Linked DNA regions of Mus musculus: region 2 is linked to region 1. A link is a contact called in public Micro-C data. All regions are on one chromosome and are shown on one strand. The core of a region is the stretch at or near the end of the contact, and the rest is flanking DNA. Distances in the headings are between cores, read along the strand shown. Region 1 overlaps Gm26535 (a long non-coding RNA gene). Region 2 has its middle 180 kb from the start of Gm31330.

The links. Hi-C and Micro-C count contacts between places; a contact is called where the count stands out from the background.
Region 2: a contact with region 1 is called in a Micro-C map of muscle stem cells, with 5 times the contacts expected there. The contact joins two enhancer-like sites. A contact is called at or near these places in 4 of 484 Hi-C or Micro-C datasets (the C2C12 cell line, embryonic fibroblasts, muscle stem cells and 1 more) and 2 of 115 datasets of contacts at active chromatin or transcription factors (bone marrow-derived dendritic cells and pancreatic cancer cells).

What each region holds. Positions count from the first base shown.
Region 1 is chr10:37,332,717-37,339,069 of GRCm38.p6, reverse strand. Gm26535 (a long non-coding RNA gene) reads right to left here. Exons shown (of 5, transcript XR_871577.1): 3 at 5,883-5,935; 4 at 1,554-1,686; 5 at 122-1,249. Among named protein-coding and RNA genes, the nearest start is that of Gm26535, 16 kb to the right of the region's middle. Within about 2 kb of position 1,624, at least 173 of the 459 cell types and tissues checked have an H3K27ac peak or open chromatin away from gene starts, as enhancers often do. A contact at or near this core is called in the C2C12 cell line and muscle stem cells, where this site is marked.
Region 2 is chr10:37,612,116-37,619,333 of GRCm38.p6, reverse strand. No RefSeq gene overlaps it. Among named protein-coding and RNA genes, the nearest start is that of Gm31330, 180 kb to the right of the region's middle. Within about 2 kb of position 5,188, at least 18 of the 459 cell types and tissues checked have an H3K27ac peak or open chromatin away from gene starts, as enhancers often do. A contact at or near this core is called in the C2C12 cell line and muscle stem cells, where this site is marked.

The DNA.
Region 1 (6,353 bases), core at 375-2,874:
CATAACCATACCACATATGTGCAAGCACATAAAAAAATACATACACACAAATACTTATACAAACACAGAGATGCAGGCATACATACCATAATTCAATAAACCCATTTAATTAAATTGACTATTTTATTGTGACACATGGCATTTAAATTACAGAAAATTTAAATATAAATAACAGAAAACACTGCAAAAATGAATGAATGTGACTGTGTGTGTGTGTGTGTGCGTTGCAGTTAAAACTCAAAAACAGAATTTGAAGAGTCCACCTATGTGGTAACTCCATCCTGGGGGAGGGCGCCTGCTGAGGTGCTGGGCCATCAATTTGCTTTAGGAATCCCCTGTGATGTTTAGAGGAAGTGAGGACAAGAGCTATACAGCCCCAGAGTTCCCCAAGAATCTCAGAACCCTCTAAATTTCCATTGGTGAGGGAGGAGGGTGAAAGGGAAAGAACAAAATAGGGAAAAGTCAGATGAAGTCATCTGAAGGGGATGATAAAAGGATCAAGGGCTAGAAGCAGAGCCTGGGGATAGTCCCTGGCTACCACCACCGTTTGCCCTATCAGAGGCCTGGAGCCATAGCTGGAAGGGCCAGTTATCTGGAAGAGAGCTGTAAACTCCAGAAGGGAAGGCAATACTTCTCCATGGGACTTCCCTGACAGGGGTTTCAGATCTTTCTCTGAAGCAACCCCAGGGCTTGTGACAGGGTTTCAGGGAAATGAGACAACTCACATGCAAATGTCACAGGAAATTCAGCACTGAGCCTTGCTGAGCAGGAGAAAGCACTCCACAGCCTAAAGGAGAACAGAAACCAGTGAAAGGAAGCCCCAGAGAACCAGAGAACACCTTACCAGGTCCTCTGTAATAATTAGAGTTACTACTGACCACCTACTGTGTGCTTAAACTCTGAGCACCTTCCCACCTATTCTTACAACACGTGTTATGAAACAGACATGATTTCTCCCATTCTCCTCTGTCCAAAGAAAGAAATACTCTCATCACAAAGTTTTATGGTTATGTGTTTCCTTGTGACAAGTCACAGATAAGCTTAGGTCTATTTATCATCCATAAGGTTATAGAATATCACAGCCTAAAATTAGCTGGTCCCTGGCCCAAATCAATCTGTTATCAATTAGTTGTGTAGAAACAGACAACTCATGTAGGTGCTTCAGGTCTCAGCTCTCTCAACATAGAATGGGGCTGCAATGGGGGTCTCTTCAGCCTTTGGCCTCCACAGGAAGTCATTTCACGCCAAACTAAGTAAGAAAATTACAAAATCACCATTAAATATTTTTAAAAACAAACTATGTATTGGGTTTATCATGATCTTGTTCCCTACTGATAACATACACTTCAGGGTAGTTAGCTTAACAAATTAAAATATTTTTAAAGTTGTGTTTTGGAGATGACCATGAAAATGGAGACAAAGTACTCAAAGTTAGCTCTCTGTCAGCAGAAATGAGGCACAGGAAAAAAAAATCAAGTCAACATTCTTCCTCCTACCCCCACCCCCAACCCCGGGAGTAAACCATCACTCACCGTGGGAAAATGATTACTTACAGGAAGTAAGGCTGGTGAGTCATCACACTGTTGTTCTGGGACTCTGAAGTGAAGCAGCAGAAATTAGCAAAAGGACTGAAAGGTTGGGGTGTGGTCTGTGACTTGCCACCAACTCCTTTCTGGGCATTGCAGGCTGAGGAAAAGCAAATAAGCTTTGGGGATATTGAGTCACAAGGCACTAAATCACAATCCTGTGCTGGGCTGAGGATCCCAGGGCAAAACCACACAGCTCAGCTTCCGGAGTCACTCCTTGAGCCTGAGTTCTCAGAACTCCAAAGTGTCATTGATCAGCAAACACCAAGTAATGCCACCTCTGGGCTTGTCCTGACAGGCAACCTGCTAAGTCCTGCCTGTGTAAGAGGCAGCCTCCTTATAGAGAAGATCAGCAAGCCTCAAAGGAGGACTTCAGTCACTTAGCACTACCCTCTCCTTCAATAATGGAATAATATACAGACACCACAATCACACTTCCTATTGTGGTCTTAACAAATAATACTGCACTTCTATTTTCTCCTCTGCAACTAATTAACCTGCTGCGAATGCTTTTTCCACTGGATTTTTCTAGTTGCCCTTTGATGCCCTTAGAAAATGTCTGAACAAGAAGCTGTTCTGTAATCAGAGGAATAGAAATACACAAAAAATTTTAGGATGAATCACCTACTACATATGCAAACTCTTAGGAGCCTGGGGTCCAAGATGGGAACACTGAACTCTTAATGTCTTGGTTTTCTCTATGCCATCTGTGTCTTGAAGCAATGAAAGGAAAAGTTCGGTCCGAAGATGTTTAAAATTCTCACAGGTCAGGACAGGCTATTGGAACAGTTTTTGTTATAGAGCCTGGACTGAACAGGACTCTACGGCTAAGGACACCAGTTCCAGGGTCATTTGCTGTATTTAAGTCTGCCTTACCAAGTTAAAATAATACAATCACAGACCCTAATATGTCCATTTTTTATTGGTGAACTGTGTAATTGTGCTATAGACAAATTATGGGCAATACAAAGCATTCAGAGAATTATTAAGATGATATTTAAGACATATTTGTTTAATTAATTAGTCCTCCCCTGTACCTCACTGAGCCATGGGGTTTCTGTACCTCACCCTGGGCACTAAGGGTCTTATGGCATGACAGAATTAATGTGTTAAGTTAGTTTGTAGACAGTTCCATGTCCAGAGAAATCTTGTTAAACCCATAAATCGTCAAGCCTGCTTGAAAAAAAAACACAATGTAGGTGAGCTTAGACCATGCTCTGGCTGCTCAAAAAGGCATTTCCTCAGATGCTCTGGGATCTTTGCTCCTTAGATTAATTCATTGAAATTTTATACATGTATATATCTTTTAATCATACCCACCTCCATTTTGTCCTGCCAACTCCCTCAAGGCCCTATCCCAACACATTTTCCTCTCCAACAGGTCCCCATCCGAACTTCATGTCTTTCCTTCCTTCCTTCCTTCCTTCCTTCCTTCCTTCCTTCCTTCCTTCCTTCCTTCCTTCATTCCTCCCTTCCTCCCTCTCTCCCCACCTCTCAAATGGGCCTAATTAGTGTTCCTTATATGCACATAAATATAAATATCAGGGCATGGGCCTACACCCTCCACCTCTTCTCCACCCCACCCCCAAATTCTTGGGCCCTCTCTCATCTTGGTACATATACAATTTTCAGTTAGGGGTAGTGCCTCATGAGTCACTCCTACATTCATGCAAGAATGTTGACTGGCTTAATCTTGCATAGATCTGCAGGTATCCACAGCTATTCTGAATTCATGGGTGCAGTGGTCATGTCATATGAAAAAGACAGAATTTCACAGCACTCTGCCTCACGCCCTAGGTGTTATTCTCTTGGAACAAGTCCTGAGTGCGGGGATGGAGTGTTGACACAGATATCTCACTTAGGGCTGGGCATTCAGTCACTTATCCACAGTACTTAGACCAGTTATGTCTTGACTGCTTCTCTCACCAAGACTGAGACAGCCCTGATCCATGGGTTCAGGCACAAATATTCAAAAGGCAGTTTGACAACCTGACCACTTAGCAAAATAAAGAGAGTATAAATTCCCCACCCTCCTAGGACCTATAACCTCTCCAGCTGTGGTTTTGTGGGAACAGCTGAAGGCATCTCCTCGGTGACATCATCCTCCTTCCAGTATATCTAATCTTTCGAGAATTATTTCTACAGAACACCAAGGTCATGTGAAAGTAGAGGATGTTTCACTCTGGTGACCACGCCCTGGTTGATGATTGTGCAGGGCTCTCTACAGTGATGGGGCTGAAGGCAGATGATCTCTCACTTGCCATGGAGAAAACAATGAAGTGTTTCTCATGCCCAGTAAAGGAAATATAGCTCTGTGTCCAAGATGTTGATAGGAAATAGAAAATCTCAGCCCCACACTTACTCTTCACCTAGCTGTCCTGTCCCTGTGCCTAAAATCCTCATGCTCTATACTCATTTTCCACTTAAAAGTGTGTTTGTTTTATAAAGACATCTCAGCAGGGAAACCTACTAAACAGCCACTCACATTATGGTGTGAGTTTTGGGAAGGAGTTTCCTGGGCTAATAAAAGTGCAAGGACTATCAAATCTTGGTGGGGCAGAGGAGGTGGAGGGAGTGGGGGTGTGTGGTGGAGAAGGAAAGATGAAAGGTTAAAACCCATTTGGAAGATCCTCTGATTTGAATGGGGCAGAGGGCAGGGAACTATAGGTGGAAAAAGTAAAACAAACCTGCAGAAGACAGAACACTGCTCAGAAGCCACTCTGGCCAGTCACGGAACTAAAAAGACTACCTCAAAATTAATATATGAAACATGCTGGTTTCCAAAAAAGGACAAGTAGCCCTTCCTTACCCTCAGACCAGAGCAACTGTGAAACAAAGCTCGGGAGCTGGGGGTATGTTGAGGGGGTGGCTCTAAAGGATAGTACACCCAAGGCTTGAGGGCTTGGGAGGTTCTTTCCTCAGCTCAGTAACTCACTTCTACTCTTTAGCTAGTTCTTTCCCTGCTTAATAAGCCATCTCTCTCTACCCATGCCATTTCCTCCTGGTGGCTGCTAGGGTTTTCTTGTAACCTTTGCTGTCTTTTTGTCTTACACCTTGAGTTTCCTTTTGAGTCCATTTCTGGGTTCCTGTATTAATGAGAGTAAGACCATCCCCTCCAAACCTCTACTTCCACCACTGAGGAGATGGAGACAAAAGGAAGATGGATTAAAGGCAACATAGTGAGTTCTAGGTCAGCCTGAGCTACATGAAACCCAGTCTCCAAAACAATAACAATAAAGAAAGCAAAGCAAAGAAACTGAAATCATTCTACTGGCATCCACTCTAAATCTTGGCTATTTGGGGGTCAGTTCCAAGATCACTGAAATGAGGAAAGAAGCCTAGCACTTTTATGGTTTCTGAGTTGACAAGAAGTTACCAAAATTCCCAGTGGGCATGTACTAGACTTTCATAATCCAGTAAGGAAAACCAGGGACATTCCATTGATGAATCACATCTCGAAGACAGGGGACACTATACAAGGCTTTCCCAGACAAAAAATGAATCTTTATAAAGTTGGGGAAAATGTAATCAACTTAACATATTTGCGAGCCATGTGGGCATATTTCCCAGAAAACATGAGAGAACATGAAGTAAGAAATGCTTGAAAACAAAGAGTGGGCCAGGATTGATGCTTGATAAGAACTCGGCGGTACTACAGAGCTGATGCTCAGGCGGATAACGCTGGAGAGGACCTCAGGACTGAGTCAGCCAGGTGCAGGGAGATGCCACCATTTCCTGGAAGTGTTACAGGCCAAGTTCAAGAACTTTGTTAATTTTCTGTTGTAACTGAATGAGGACAGATCAGTTACAATGAATAGTGTTGGTGGGCCAGTTTCATTTCTATGACTTTGACAAAGAGTGACTTAGGGCAAGAAAAGAGATTTATTTTAGCTTACAATTCCAGAACAGTCCATCACTGAAAGAAGTCATGACAAGAATTAGAGGCAGGCCTATTTACTATTCCAGACAGAACTTGGTTCACAACCAAGATGTACAGCAGGAGCAAGGTGAATGATGCTTCCTACCTACCTTGCAGGTAAGTTTATACTCAGCCAACTTTCTTACAGTTCAGGACCACCTGCCAAAGGATGTTACCCCTCCACACAGTAGGCTGGGTCCTCTTACATCAATTAACAATCAAGACAGTCCCTCACAGATAAGTTCATAGGTCAATCTGATTCAGATCATTTCTTTCAGATGAATCTAGGCATTAAGCTGACAACTAAAGCTAATCACAACCATTATTGATGCCATGGTTCTAGAGCCTGGAATGTCCAAGAACATAGTATTGCTTACCTGTTATCACTTGTGCAATGCCTTTTCACTGTGACATCACAAAGCAGGCAACACTACAACAGAGAACAAAAGAAACATGCCTTGGGAACTCTTGTTTCTGTAGCAAATTAATTTGACCATAATTATCCCATAGATAAATTAATTCATTCAGGAAGGCAGAGCCTTGACCAGCCAATTGCCCCCCAAAGGTTACACCTTCAATACCATTTCCCTTAGAGATTCTGTTTCTATTGGATTAATTCTGACAAATATTGTCTATTTAGACAATAGCACTAGAGGTAACACATGAGGTATGCACAGGGTAAGATTCTATAATGTTGAATTTCTTAAGAAAACAGCAGAATATCCCAAGGACAGCAGAGATGACTTTGCCAGAAGTGTTTTGCCTCCAGATCTTGAAGGAGATGGAGACTATCATATCATCAGAGAAATCTGTGTGGATGGAAGATGACTGAAATATGGATGAGAATT
Region 2 (7,218 bases), core at 3,939-6,438, 280 kb before region 1:
TGGATTCTTGGTGTCATTAATAAAATAATTTAAGAAGAGACTCAGAGAAAGTTCCAAGACAATTTCACTAGAGTTTGAGAGGAAAAAAACAGGCAAACTATAAACTTAACAGGTATTAATCTGAAGGAAATGAAGAGAAAGAGAGACATCTATGCATTTTGGTGTGAGTATTCAAGAAAGCAGCCATGTTCAGCAATGGAAGTCAGCAAAAGGCTATATGAAAGAAGCTGAGGAGGTTTTTGCAGAAAGATTGAGAAAGCCCGGAGTCCTAAAGGAAACATGCTGGAGGATTTGCTCATTCAGTACCTGAAAAATAGGATAAGGATACAGGAAAGAAAACCATGCACAGTGCCCATATTGGTAACTTCTTTGTGGCTGTGCTAAAACACCTTGACCAAGGCAGCTTATAGGAAGAAGGGCTAATTTCAGTTTATAATTTCAGGAGAGCCCATAGTGGCCTGGGAGTCATGGTGGTTGGCAGCAGGAAACTGAGAGATCAAATGTACAACCACAAACAGGAAGCAGAGAGAAGTAGAGTGAGGCTATAAACTCTCAGAGAGACCACCCTAGTGAAATGTTTTCTCCAGTAAGGCCGCACCACCTCCCAAAGAGCTCCACCCATTGGCCACTAAGTATTCAAATACTTGGTGGGGGTGGATCACATTTCTTATTTAAACCACCACAGTATGGAGTCAGAGATCTGAGTTCCCAGAGCACCTCACTTCAAACTGTTGTATTCCAGGATGAGAAATCATAACAGGGATATCTGGTTAGAAATAGAAATCGAGACAGCTTATTAACGATGAAGAAGCATTCCAGAGAATAGGAGTAGGCCAGTCAGCAGAGGCAGCATACCTATAACACGCAGGGCCATGGGGAGTATGGTCCTCTGTAGGGTGTTCACAGATACCTACCAAGTACCTGTTGCTTGAACTTCTGGTCAATCTGATATTCTGGTCTCCAACCACTACACTCTTCCCACACCATAATGCCAACTTCCTATGGCTGTTGAAGTAACTCCATGAATAAACAGGCCCTGGCACAGAAGACTGTATACAGATGTGCAAGCTCCTTACACTCTACCCAGCATGTGTGAAAAGAAGACAACCTCAATATGGACTTTTCTGAGGCGCTTCATATGCAGGGAGGGCCCTGCCACACTTGCCTTAAGGTCAGCTGCTGTGGGGCGAGGAGGTATAGAGCCTTCCTGAGGCTGTGTCCCAGAGCACTCAGGAGAGAGAGGGACCCTATGGCTCCTGATTACAGTTCTTAGCTGTAATCATCCAATTACACCCTTTTATGTTCTATTTTGCTGCATCTGAAAGGGCCCCTGAGGAGGGGGGTGAATCTGGATATCTAATAGCTACTTTAACCTGGAGGTAAGCTGCTAAAAATAGTCCCACTATCTGTGGGCGGGCTTCCAAGGAATGCTTGAGTGTAGAGCAGGGCAGCATTCTGCCAATCAACCTCTTGTCTCAATCACTTGGCCACACTGCTGTCAGATCCCAGCGCGTGGGTCTTATTTGTTCCAAGTGCCACAAAAGTACAGGACCTAGAAGGGAATAGAGGTAATTAAAGCAGAGTTGACGATGAATCCTGGATATCAGAGGGTACATTTAAGTCACGTTAAAAATCTAGAACTGACATTTCACACCGCTATCATACCATGACTCCAAAGAACTCTTTCCCAGTGAAAGAGATTATTTCTAGAGTCCCCTGCTCTTAAAAGGGGTTGTGTATTATTTTATCCCTTAAGTTGGAGATGCAGAGAAGCCTTTTCTCTCCTCATAAAAGTAGATAATCTGGTGAAAGCCTTTCTAGGAGAGAGATGGGTGCTCCTGGTGACACTGAAGCACACCAGCACAGAAGATGGCTCAGCTACTGCTGTGTTTCTTACAAAGGGCATAGACAAAGGTTGCTTGGGATGAATTTTCCTTGTCAGAAATTTTGAATCTGGCATTTTCCTTGAGTTTAAATGTTATATTAATAAACGGTGAATATAATTTAATGCCACTGGTATTTTCTAATTTAAATTGAAGTCAGTTATTAAAAGGTCAAGCATTACCAATGCTTCTTAGGGGAGAATATGACAGAAATGAAATTCAATGTATACTTCCTTCGAAAATTGGTACCTACCTTTAGTTAGCATCAAGGAAAAAAGGATTAAATTCTAAAGCAGAATTACTAATTTCCGTTGAACTTTTTTGGAATAGATGAAAATATAACTTTACTCAGCATTAAGATAGGAGCATGATTATTCATCTATTAGACATACAAATGAAGCATGTATGGTTTTTGTTTTTCTTAATCTAACTTAGCTATTAATTAAATATTAACTAGAGACATTTTGGAAAGATTTTTTTCCCCTGTTTTACTTTTGACAAAACAGATTGTGAACTTAATTAAGAGCATGCCTATGGAAGTAAATCTATAACAACTGTTTTGTCGTGGAGAAATAAATACCTTTACATGCAGTAGACAGCAGGATTTTGAAGAGGGAATTGATTACACTTGGACTTCAGTTTTGTTTCAAATTGTTTATTTCTCTAAAGATGGGGGTGGGATCCTGACAAAAATTTTTCAGTGGGATGTTAATGAATCATTTGTGGTCAGGTTCACAGACAAAAGCCCTTTATTGGCCTGAGTTGGGTCAGATTTCCAGACTTTCTTTACCCTCTCTCATCTGGGGAAGACAAAACAAGGCAGAGGAGGGGCTTTTCCAGGCCACAGCTCTGCAAGGTTTCTGACTAGGAGCCTGCAATCAAGAAAGCAGCTTCAAGGCTGGATCTGTTTCCTGGCTCACCAGGAATCTTGTGACACGCACATTCAATCTTTATTTGTTTAAGGCACACCATTCTTGGCTTGTTTAAATATCCTACCAGAGCAGAAAAGCAAGTCACCAGTTCTGGGCCTCAGAATTGGTCTGCTTCTGTAGTAGCTCTGACCTCAGGAGACATGTGACAGGCCAGGTCCTGGAGAATGATTGCTAAAGAGGGCCTTTCCTACTGACTATTAAATCTAAAGATACCTCAACTCTGTGTGTGTGTGTGTGTGTGTGTGTGTGTGTGTGTGCGCGCGCATGGGCACATACTTTATACAGAGTTGTCATGTTATTAAAGTAAAGTCCAACAAATGATTAAAGGTCAGATGTCAAACATTTGGCAGAGATCTTTATGTTCTTTTACATCAATTGTTCCCCCATAAACCTAAAATGTGACCACTCAAGTACATGTTGTTAAAGCAGGATATTGAGCTTAGCATATTGTGAAAGAATTGCAAAATAGCCTTGGTGAAATTCAGAAATTCTTTCACATATTTACTTCTTAAATAAGATGGAGCTTTTATTTTCATCCTTTCTAGGAATAATTCACTTAGCAATAATACAACTTTATATATACAAGAAGTGGCATACATTTATGTAACTACATAAAGTGGCATATATATATTTTCATGAAATTACTTTTAAAATATTTGAAGTAGGAATATGTCCCCAAATCCCTATGACCTGAAAGAGCTTTAGTGTGAAAGGAATCCAAGCACCTGAATGTATCATGACTTTAATTTTATATTTTAAGTCGTTGCCTAAAAGAAAAAGGGAAAAGAAAAAGAAAAAAATCCAGACACTAACTAATATTCACACATTTTATGTATTAGCCTAAGACAGTTGCTCAGATCCATTGTTCTTCAGCTGGGCAAGGAGACCTGGTGGCCAGGCTTCCAGATCCAGAGCAGGCTTGTTGGTGCTCTGACATTGATTGCACCTCTACAAAGATGATTCTGTCTCACTCCCGCTGCTTTTTGATCACCACATCTGTAAAATACAAATAAGCAAACTTCACTGAAAACAGAAAACATGATCCAATGTCATGTCGTCTCCCAGGAGCCAGTGAATCTGTTAATTTGTAACTAAGCTGCATTGAAATTTTCATTCCTGAGGGGGAAAAGAACAATAAAAATAAATAATAAAACTCACCAAAACAGCCATGGCTAACAAAAAGGGGCAGCTGGCTGCCTCTTATCTCCTTTCATATGACTTCTCCAAAACAACTGGGATTGTATACCACTTGGTAATGCTTAGCCTTATTGTCATTTGACTGCATATAAAGCATCAACATTGGTGGAGGTGATATAAAAACAATCATAAAAGAAATCTGTTCTTTTGATTTTATGCTGATGTTCAAATTCAAGTTCCCTACCAATTTCAATATTCCTTGTTTTCTGCCTACAGTTACCATCACATAAAATATACTCACTCAGTAAAGTGATGTGTAGAAATTCACAATTCTTTCATTACTTATTCTTAGATATCAACAGTCTTTCAAGTTTTAGGAAAAAGAAATGGTCAATGATAATCAAATGTATTAAAGTATCATATTAATTTACTTTAAACAGACCAAATAGAATGTCAGCCTTTAGCCAGAGAATTTATAGTAATCTTTGAAATACCAAAGTTTTGAGCATCTCTACTTTCCTTTGTTCTCCCTGTATCCAGGGATGGAGAGATGTCTCAGTGGTTACAATCATTTCCTGCTTTTGCAGAAGACCCGGCTTCAGTTTCCAGAACCCACATTGTGTGTCACAATCATCTGTAAGCTCATTTCTAGAGGAACAGATAACCTCTTCTTACCTACCTGGGCATTAGGCACACATGTGGTGCACCTACATACACGAAGGCCAAGCATTCATATACACAAAATGAAAGAAATAAACCTTAAAATGTTAAGTTTATATCAGAGCCAAAAAGTCTTTTGTGATTCAAAGCAAAAATGTACTTTGGAATTTTTGTAACACTAATCTCTAAGAATAGTAGCAATATGACCAAAGGGGGTGTGTGTGTGTGGGGAGGGAGAATAATAAACTATAATGAAAAACTAGAGAGGTTGAAAACATGTGATTTTTCCTGGCTTTCTCCAGTGGGTTTCTAGTTGGCCATTGAACATCCCTGTTAGTCCTCACTGGTCCCTAAGTCACCAAGGAGTCAGATGGTAAATTTTCCAGCCAGCTCTATTAAGTTTCAGTTTAAATGCTTGCTTTACTATGTGTTCTTATGAGCACAGTACTCACATATTCGAGGCATTCATTCTAGATATGATTTAAAACTAAATCATTTCTAAACAAGCATGAAGAGTCCTGCTGCTGTTATTTAGCCAGTGACTACAATAGGGAAAAAATGAGTTTTTCTGCTACTTGTCTGATCCTATAATCTGTGCAGATGAGTCACCCTTAAGCAGTGAACCTCCAATAAACTAGCCCAAGTCTTTCACAGTGGTTTCACTGACACTACAAATGACAAGACAGGGACAGCAGACTATTTTTGAGATATGTGGCCTCCCTGACAAATTCTCAGAACTGTTTGGCTCAATGAGATCCTGAAGACTGTACTGGTGTGGGATTGTTCTATGCAAGAGGCCTTCCCAGACATTTCAGTTTTGAACAAATTCAATATTCCTTAGGACAAGAGTTGGTAAAAATTAGGGCTAGCTATTATTGTCATTTGACTTTGCTAATTAGTATTAGGAGTAATAGTAAAAATAAATGCAAATACAAATAAACAAAAATACAGAAACCTGAATACATTTTTGAAGGATGAAGGTGGGCTGAAACACACAGTTGATTTAGTGTTTGTTTGCCTATTTGTCTTGATGTTGTTTTGGCTTTTTAGAATAATCTCTCACAAATTACTCAGGCTGGTACCAAATTCATTAATTAGTTGGAGCTAGCCTCAAACTGGCAATCCTCCTGCCTACAACTCCAGAAGGTTGTTTCTGTGCAGCAATGACTAGCTTTGAGTTCCTTAATGACATGAAATAAAAGGTGGAGACACTCTGAAGGAGCACAAAAGACATAGATGTATAAAATGGGCCTGGTGTAACAGAATATGGCATGTCCCAGGACATGTGATCTTGTGTCCCAGTTTTAGTTTTTGTTTGTTGGTTTGTTGGTTGATTGGTTTGTTTTTCTTGTTTTATTTTGTTTTATTGCTATGATGAAACCCATGAACAAAAGCAACTTGGGGAACAAAGGGTTTATTTGGCTTATACACCCATGTCACAGTGCCTTGTGGGAGGAATTTGGGGCAGGAACTGAAGCAGAAATTATAAAGGAACACTGCTTGTGCCTTTGCTCTGAGGCTCATACTCAGCTCCCATGACTGAATGCCCAGGAGTGGCACTACTCACAATGGACATAGTACTGCCCTCAATCAGAATCAAAATATGCCCCCATAAGTCAGTCTGTTGGAGAAAAATTTGTCATTTTTGATGTTCTAGTATCATTTGAGATGTTTAGATTTGTTTCAGGTTAACAAAAGCCAACCAACCCATTTTACTACATCACCAATGTCAACCAGTTGGCCAAATAATAATAATAATAATAATAATAATAATAATAATAATAATAATAATAATAATGGCAGTTTGTTTCTTTCCAGTATAGAAATAACTTACAGCTCCTAGTGTACTTACATTATTTATCATTCTGCTTTAAAGCAAATCCTTACTATCACCTGACTTGTTTATTTATCCAGTAAGAAACTGTACAGAATACTAAAGTGCCAGAACTGGACACTTATTCCTCTGTTCTGAAGGGAGAAATAATGAGAGAGATAGTCCTTTCTTCAGTGTTCCTTTTTTTTTTCCTCAAGCTTCATGACAGTTCCATCCCAGGTTAGCTTGCTTTTCTAGGTCATCAGAATGTAATTATTAGCCTTATTGCCATGCTGGGATAATATCTCTAAATTCCAGAGGCTTTACTAGAAGAAAGAATACAGATCTGTAGAGAGCAGGACTCCAACACACAAAGGACAAGTGTATAATTCTGAACAAAAAGGTGTATGAATTGTTGGTTTTATTGGATGGGGCTAATGGCATGTAAAAAGGGGGCAGGCATTGAAAAGAGCATAAATGTATCTCATAACATTAAAGAAGAGAAATGCCACAGTGAAGACATTGGGCTTCAAGAAGTGAAAGGATGCGACACAGGGAAAGGAGCACCTCCTTGGAAGTAGGTGAAGTATGGATGTTTAAGAGTGATCACCAGAGCCTGGGGAAGCAAGAAAGAGAAAAACACCTTACTTGGAAGCTGTTAAAAAAAAAAAAAAGGTTTTGTGTTTCCAAGGTAACAAAAAGCTTAAAAATAGATCACTTATAAAAAGAAATAAATTATAAATATGAGAGTTGCCAATATCTGTTTGGTACTTTTTTTATTTTCAAAACTAGA